2 separate regions of the Hordeum vulgare genome follow, and region 2 is linked to region 1. Evidence: chromatin contacts called from public Hi-C data. All regions are on one chromosome and are shown on one strand. Each heading gives the region's core, a stretch centred on a gene start, on an enhancer-like site or on the middle of the called end of the contact. The rest is flanking DNA. Distances are from core to core; before and after follow the strand shown. Region 1 has its middle 210 kb from the start of LOC123447893. Region 2 holds the start of LOC123447893 (transcriptional corepressor SEUSS-like).

Region 1 (3,875 bases), core at 1,285-3,784:
TTGGCCTCGAGTGCGTCCCTCATATCGTTTCCAGTGCCAATTTATGCATAAGCATCAACTATGTTCTCACCAAGAACACTCAAAAGAGCATCCTTAAACAGGGTATCAGTTTTGTAAAAAGCTTGTTCCTACTGAGGATCAAGAACTCCTTCAGGTTTGCCAAGGAGTGGCATCATAGCAGCTCATGTTTGAAACCGTAGAACATCCCTCACACGCCACCTTTTATAGTGCACACAATCAAACATAGGAGGCCTCATGGAAGCAGCCAAACCACTCGGGGTAAATTGCTATAATAAGATTTTTGGATTGTTGAAAATATGAATGATTTACCATGTGATTTTACTAGAAGAAATAGTAGATAAATCATGACTAACATAGAAATTATAAGACAAGTCATGTGATCATATAAAAAGTATGCAAGTAGCATCTGAAGTGATGAGTATGAATGGAACATATCTAAAACAAAAACTAGAAAAAGAAGTTACGGCAGGAACTCAAACAAGAAGAGCACGAACACGTTGTGAGTTGCAACAACAGCAGTGGGAGGGAGACGAAACAAAGAGACATCAAGTGAAGGGTGCATCGTTCGTATTTAATCTCCACTACAGCAAAGCGTTTCAGCTCTCGAGCGACCTTTCGTATACCAGTCGTGCGTGACAAAAATTTAGTCATCGGCTCATTCCCGCGGCGGGCGGTGGAAGAGGAGGAGCGCGCGTGTATGTCTCTCTTGTTCTCATGCTCATACACATGTGGGGAAACATCATCCCTCATAAGGAGATCCAACTCCTACCAAACTAGCAATATGAGACTAAACTTTAGTTTACCCTCTTGCCTTGCACAAATGGTCTAAGTGGACCTCTAGGATTTATTAGAAATTCTGAAAATGGTTATTGGGCCTACCCATATAGATTAAATTCCAACAAACTTCACGACTATCATCGACGAAGTCAAGCGGGCTTAGATAGGGGAGCAATGACACTGGCCCATTGGCGGCTCGTTCTGACAACAATAATGGTCGTTCGATGGTCTCAGAATTTTAAAGTAATTTTTATTATATTTAAGATGTGTTGTAGTTCCGATGAACTTTTATAATAGGCGTGATACTTTTTGAAAAAAAAAACTTTCACTATGTTAAAAGAAATCATGTCGGCTTTTTGAATGAAATATGTTTAAAATGTCATGAATGTGGTTCAGTTTAAATGAAAATAATCGGGTTGCATGGAAAATATCAGATTATATAAATTTTGTTGAAATATACCCGAATGCTTGAGTTACATGGTTGGATGTCGATGATTGTCTCTTTACAGCTAGCTGATGATGATTGTAAGGACAGTATGAGTTGAGTAATACTTCCTCCGTTTCTAAATATAAGTCTTTTTAAAAATTTCATTAAAAACTACAAACGAAACAAAATAAATGAATTTATACTTTAAAATATGTCTATATACATACGTATGTAATCCGTTAATGAAACATTAAAAAAAACTGATATTTAGAAACGAATGAAGTACAAGCTTGCAGACGTAAAGAAAAAGATGATCGTCTTCTGTATCCACGTCCGCGGACGAGTATTCTGTCGGTTTTAAGGGTTCGTGCAAAAGCGCGCTACCTATCTTCTTCTGAAAAAGATCCGCCGCGCGGTGTGCGCCCAGCGATTCCAAGGCTTCCATCGCATCAGTGGCAGCTCGACCGGTGCAACGGGACAAAACGAACGGGACAACACTGATGATCCAATTAAGGCACGTAGCTGTTGCCTCCGTAAACGCGCAAAGGCAACCGGTAGCGCGTAGGGATCCACCCGTCCCGGTGCGTTGCATCTTCCGTGCGTCCCATACGTATGATACCGCCAGCGGTGAGCGAGGGAAAAACGCCTTTCTGCGTGGCCAACTAAACCCAAGCTTTATGGAAAAGATTACATTCTATCGTCTCACCACGCGTGCCCGTGTGTCGGCTCCAAGGCCGTTTGATCATGTGTTGCTTCATAATTGATCGGGAAACGACTGAGCTGCGTGCTAGCAGGTGGATCGGACGGCTACGAGCGCGTACATCGAATGGTCATTCGGGTGGCGGATGTTTAGTATGGATCCGCCGGTGAACGCCTAAATGTTCCCTCAAAGCTTTATCCTACAAACCTGGTTTTGCTTGACTTAATCCATAATAATCTACCTGGCTTAATCCATAATAATCTACTTCCTCCGTTTTTAAATATAAAATATTTTAGATATTTCATTATGAACTACGTACGAAGCAAAATACGTAAATATATTTTCTATAAAACATGTCTATATACATCTGTATGTAGTTCATAATAAAATCTTTAAAAAAATTATATTTAGTTACGGAGGAAGTACTTAGCTCCTTTTTAACACTAATCGACTTAGGCTTGGGAGGTTCGCTCCAGGCTACGTAACATGTGACAGAATACAAGGACACGGATTAGAAATAGAAATACTATCATGGCCAGGTTTGGTTCGGTTTGTTTTATCCTGCGAACCCGTCGGCCACGTCCAAGCAGTGGATCCGGCCAAGCTCGGCCAAACGTTTCCCACGACTACATAACAAATAAAAGCTTGTCTTTACAGGCAAGTGGCGATGGTGGTACTCGCTCTTCCTTGTGGCTCAACGTGCTATAATTTAAACACTTTTGGATGTACTTTACCTTTTTCTCTAATGCATGTGGATGCGGATAAGCATGCGATCTATGCCTATATTGTTTTTTTAGGGTATCTATGCCTATATTGTTTAAGTGGCTGATTCACACTCAGAATATTTGCGCACACTGCACTCCAAGGGTGGAGGGCAGCTTGATGGGAGATGGCAAAATTTCACCGAACTATGTGTATGCCCATCAGAGTAAATCGTGAAATTAAAATCTTTCACACGCAACAAAAAAACATTTTTCATCAGAAAAATAAAAGCGCTCCATGCACCGTGATTTTGATTTCTAAGTCAGCCCATGAACATTACCAACATTACCATCTTCCAACTAACTTTCTAATCACTTGAAGAAAAAGATATTTCTTACTACGCTGTTTGGCATTGAGATGCTTTATGTTGATATAAGTTAATTTCCTTATAGGGTTTGTCAGTTTTATCATTTTTTAACCGCATGATTTACAATATAAATTGTAAAATGGGTTCATGATAACATTTTATGCAACTCCATATTAATCCTAACCATCCATTGTAAGAATGTTTCACGGGCTTACATGATGTTGGGGAATGTTGCATGAAAAAAAAATACGAACACCCAAAATCTATATATGAAGATGCATAGCTACAAGAGGGGAATGTATCTACATATCCTTGTAGATCGTTAAGCGAAAACGTTAAGAAACATGATTGATGCAGTCGTACGTCTCCGTGATCCAATCACGATCCATCCCGATCTAGCGTCAAACGGACGGCACCTCCGCGTTCAACACACTTACAGTTCGATGATGTCTCCGCCTCCTCGATCTAGCGAGTGAGGGCGGAGTAGTAGATGAGTTCTACGGCAGCTCTACGGCGTGGTGACGGTGCTACTGGTGCAATCTCAGCAACACTTCGCCAAGCGTTGTCGCACACACAGACGAAAGAGAAAACGGTCTAGAGAGAGGGGGAGGGATGCGCTAAAGGCTTGGTGTGTGGCTGCCCTCCATCTCCTCTCATATATGTAGGGGGAGGGGTGGAGGAGGCCCGCCCTAGGGTTTCCACTAGGGGTGGGGCAGCGGCCAAGGGGGTGGCTTGCCACCCAAGGCAAGGGTGGCGCCATTCCTAGGGTTGGCCCTCCACCAGCCCAAACGCATGAGCTTAGATGGGGATGGTCGCCCAGCCCACCAGGGGCTGGTGTGCACCCCTCTAAGCCCATGTGGTCCCTCCAAGGTAGGTGGGCC
Region 2 (3,983 bases), core at 1,039-3,538, 210 kb before region 1:
CTACTATACATGCATGTATGTGACGATATGGACCCATGTAGTTATGATACATTTTTTCCGTTTATAATATGAAAATATATACATATGATTGTGTATGGTATAGTGCGACAAGGGGTTGGAAGAAGTCCAGCAGGCTAGGTAGCCAGTCCCCACTCAAACATCATGGATCAGTTTCATAAGGACTGTCGGTTAGTGATGCTATGTTTTTTGCATGCCCTTAAGATAGTCAACATTGATTGGCTGAACCATCACTATTATACACATCATTGATTGGTCAACCAGCTTGTATGTGATGTCACTAACATCACTCACACAAAACCATTGAAGGGTCGTAAGCGCGTCGGTGATGATATTCTTTGGGCGTGAATTATTTTCGTCTTTCTAGTAGTGTGGCACCTCCATATCTGTGCATGGGCTTCGTCTGCTCACATCATGGGTTGTCGCAAGTTGGGCTGGCCTACACGAGATAACTATGACCCACCTAGCTAGGCCACCATATATACCCCATGACGTGGAGTTGGCTAGAGCACAATAGGGAACACCAGACATGCGATGGCCACCATCAGCATGGCCAAATCCGAATATCAGGCCCGTGGACACGCGACATCAATGCCGGAGGAAGCCCCCGGAGGCGGTGGTGCTGGAGAATAACGCCACATGGGCAAGAAGGCTGGACCCTGTTGGCCCAAGACGAGCACTGGAACGGCCCACGAGGGGGCGAGAACCAAATGACGAGTGCGAGGGAGCATCACAGCCGCAAGGAAGCCAGGGCGTGTCGGTGCCGATACAAACAAGGTAAAGGTGATGATATCTCCGCGAGCCAATGGGAGGGGGAAGACGAGCAGCAACGTGAGCTCCCGCCACCACATACCACTTCAGGTGAAGGAGGTAGGGGCTGGGGAAGGGTTATCGTGCGGCTCCGACGGATGCCACGTGTGTGGACAACACAAGGGCAAGACAAATGGAGCAATTAAAAGCATATTTTCTGTGTGCGAAATGTTCGTAATAATCTTGAATGTTATCATAACTAGTAATAACCTAAAATACACACGCTACGTAAGACAGATGAAGCACCTAAAAACATCTGTTCTGCGAGCGATTTTTTTGTATTAATTTGAACATTGCTAAAACTAATACTAATTTACGAAATGCACTCCACATATAACAAATGTAGCAACTAAAAGAATCTTTTATGCATGCGAGACATTCGTATGAATTTGAATGCGGTGGGAACTAACACTAATTTAAGAAACAAACACCACATAAGACATATTGTATAACTAAATAACATTTATCCGCGTGTGAAATATTCGTAATAATTCCGGACGTCATAAGAACTAACGATAATTTAAAAAACACACGTTACCTAAAGACAAATGTTGCAAGTAAAAGAATCTTTTCTGGGGACGCAATGTTTGTATTGATTTTGATGGTTATAGAAACTAATGCTAATTCTAGAAACACACATCACGTAAGACATGTGGTGCAACTAAAAGCAATTTTTCCTCATGTGAAATGTTCGTACTGATTTCAAACATTATATAAACCACTACTAATTTTGAAAACACACATCATGTAAGACATATGGTGCAACTAAAAGCATCTTTTCGGCGCGCGAAATGTTCATATTAATTTCAAACGTTGCAGTGGAATGGTTTTAGAAACACATCACACAAGACATCCATCTTTTCTGCAACGAAATGTCGAACAAAACATAAACTTCATCAATAATTTTTCCTACATGAATGACAGCTCTAAAAACCTCCGCATTGTTTATATGCTTTTATTTACTGTTGGTATTACTATTACTAGATAGATGGACTAGAAAAAAGTGGACCTAGATAGATAGAGTATACTAAAGTCAGTCTGACTCGGAGTTTACTAAAGCCCCACCTGCGTTTTCATCACAACGTGCGTGACAAGAGGAGGAGGGGGAGGGATATCCCCGGGCGGGTGCCACACCGTTGGCCATGGCACGGGCACGGAGCACGCGCTCCATTGACTTCTTTTAACCTCAGCAGCGCATCATCCCAGTCCCACAACCAAAACCGAGAAAACAAAACACCCCAACAGAAAGAGAAAACACACCATCCTAATCAGACCCCGCCCCACCGAACCCACGCGCCCACCCTCCCACCGCCCCGCGGGGCCCGCGCGGCGCCGGCCCCGCCCGTCGGCGACCGGAGCGCAGGATCCTCGAGGTCGCGCCCCCCGGATCTTAATCAAATCGAATGGGAATTTTGACGTCCGCAAGGACAAAGCCTCAGAATTTTCCGCTTCCGCCTCCTCCCCCCCCTCTCTCTCTCCTGTTTCGTTTCGCTTTCTCTCTCCTCCTCCTCCTCCTCCTCCTCCTCGTTTGGCCTCCTCCCTCCCTCCTCCAGTCCACAGACCCAAATCCCGTCGCTCGCACACAGGGACGAGAGGGAAAGATTTTTTTTAACGAACGAACTGATTTTTTTTTTATCCCGCTGTTATCTCCCTCCGACCGGCAGCGCGGCGGGGGGGCCTAAACCCTAGCTAGCCGGAGCGGAGCTTATCCGGCGCGGCGGTGGCAGTGCTGCTCCTCGCGGCAGTGCGCGGCGCCGGCGGCCGACGACGCATCCCTGCGGGCCTTCGCCGCGCGATTTGGCGCCGGCTCGAGCTCTGGATCGCCGGATTCGCGGCGGACTGGATTTTGCTGGCTGGTCGCGGCGGTGAGTGGCGTCGGGTTCCGGCGTGTTTCGCTCGGCGGGTTTTCGGTGACGGGGTCGCTGTTGATGCTGCTGCTCCTTGATTTTTTTTTTCCTTTCTTTCTCATTTTGCGTGTTTGGGCTCGGAAGCTGCGATCTAGTCGGGGAGTTCGGGGTTGCTTAATTCTGCTCGTGTCTGCTGCTGTGCTCGGTTTTTTTTTTTTCGGGTTGGATTTGGTGCAGATATTTTGCTTTCGTCGTGGCGGCTTTGAGGAGTACAAGTTTGCTTTGGATGCTCGTTTGTGTTGTTTCTAAGTTGATTTCAGGTGGTGGGGATTGGTGTTCAGTAGATTTGTGCTGGAGATACCACTCTAGATCCAATGCCTGTGTCCTAAAGCTGGAGTCTCTGCTTGTTTTCAGGGTTTGCTGCCTTGTTCCTGCTCAATTTTGGCGGATCTTGCGGCCGTTCCGTGCTGAAAGTATGGCCAGGTGACTGGTGGCGCTCTCGATCTTGGACTAGTTTCTGCTGAGTTGGTAGCTCTCCCATTGCCTGCAACGATGGTATCGTCAGGGCCGCCGAACCCAATGGGGCCTGGCCAGCCAGTAGGCGGTGCCTCACTTCTCCGGACAAGTTCTAGCCTGCTCAGTGGTGGCCAACAGGGAATGGGTGGGGGTGGCGGCATGCTTCAGTCGCAGTCCCCCTTCTCATCTCTTGTCTCCCCGCGGACTCAGTTCGGGGGAAATGGCTTGCTGGGAGCAACCTCTAATGTCTCCTCCCTGCTCAACCGGTCATCGTTTGGAAACGGGAGCCCTGTTCCAAGTCCAGGACAAATGCCAAACGGTGGGCTTCCGATGAATACCCTTCAGCAGAGAGGGGGGCTTGATGGCGCTGGTGATTTTATTGGCACGGGAGGATCCGATCCCATGTCGTTCCCATCCTCCTCGCAGGTTAGTTTGGGCAATCACCTAGGTTCAGATATCCTGCAGCAGCAGCAGCAGCAGATGGACGCGCAGGATTTGCAGCACCAGCAGGAGCAACAGCATCAACTACCGATGTCTTACAACCAGCAGCAGTTGTCGTCACAGCAGCCACAGTCGCAAGCTAAGGTGAAGTTGGAGAATGGCGGCAGCATTGGTGGAGTCAAATTAGAACAGCAGATAGGACTGCCTGACCAGAACGGCCCAGCCCAGATGATGCGCAATGCTGGAAATGTAAAATTTGAGCCGCAGCAGTTGCAGGCGTTGAGGGGTTTGGGAGGAGTCAAGATGGAGCAGTCGAGTTCGGACCCATCAGCGTTCTTGCAGCAGCAGCAG

Evidence for each region. Hi-C and Micro-C count contacts between places; a contact is called where the count stands out from the background.
Region 2: a Hi-C map of an unstated tissue shows a contact between it and region 1, with 7 times the contacts expected there. The contact joins the promoter of LOC123447893 here to the enhancer-like site in region 1. A contact is called at or near these places in 5 of 6 Hi-C or Micro-C datasets (leaf, seedling and an unstated tissue).

The regions. Positions count from the first base shown.
Region 1 is chr4H:65,396,355-65,400,229 of MorexV3_pseudomolecules_assembly, reverse strand. No RefSeq gene overlaps it. Among protein-coding and RNA genes, the nearest start is that of LOC123447893, 210 kb to the left of the region's middle. Within about 2 kb of position 2,534, at least 3 of the 3 cell types and tissues checked have open chromatin away from gene starts, as enhancers often do. A contact at or near this core is called in leaf and seedling, where this site is marked.
Region 2 is chr4H:65,608,297-65,612,279 of MorexV3_pseudomolecules_assembly, reverse strand. It overlaps LOC123447893 (transcriptional corepressor SEUSS-like), which reads left to right and starts at 2,288. Exons shown (of 10, transcript XM_045124609.1): 1 at 2,288-2,693; 2 at 3,090-3,983. The coding sequence starts at 3,228.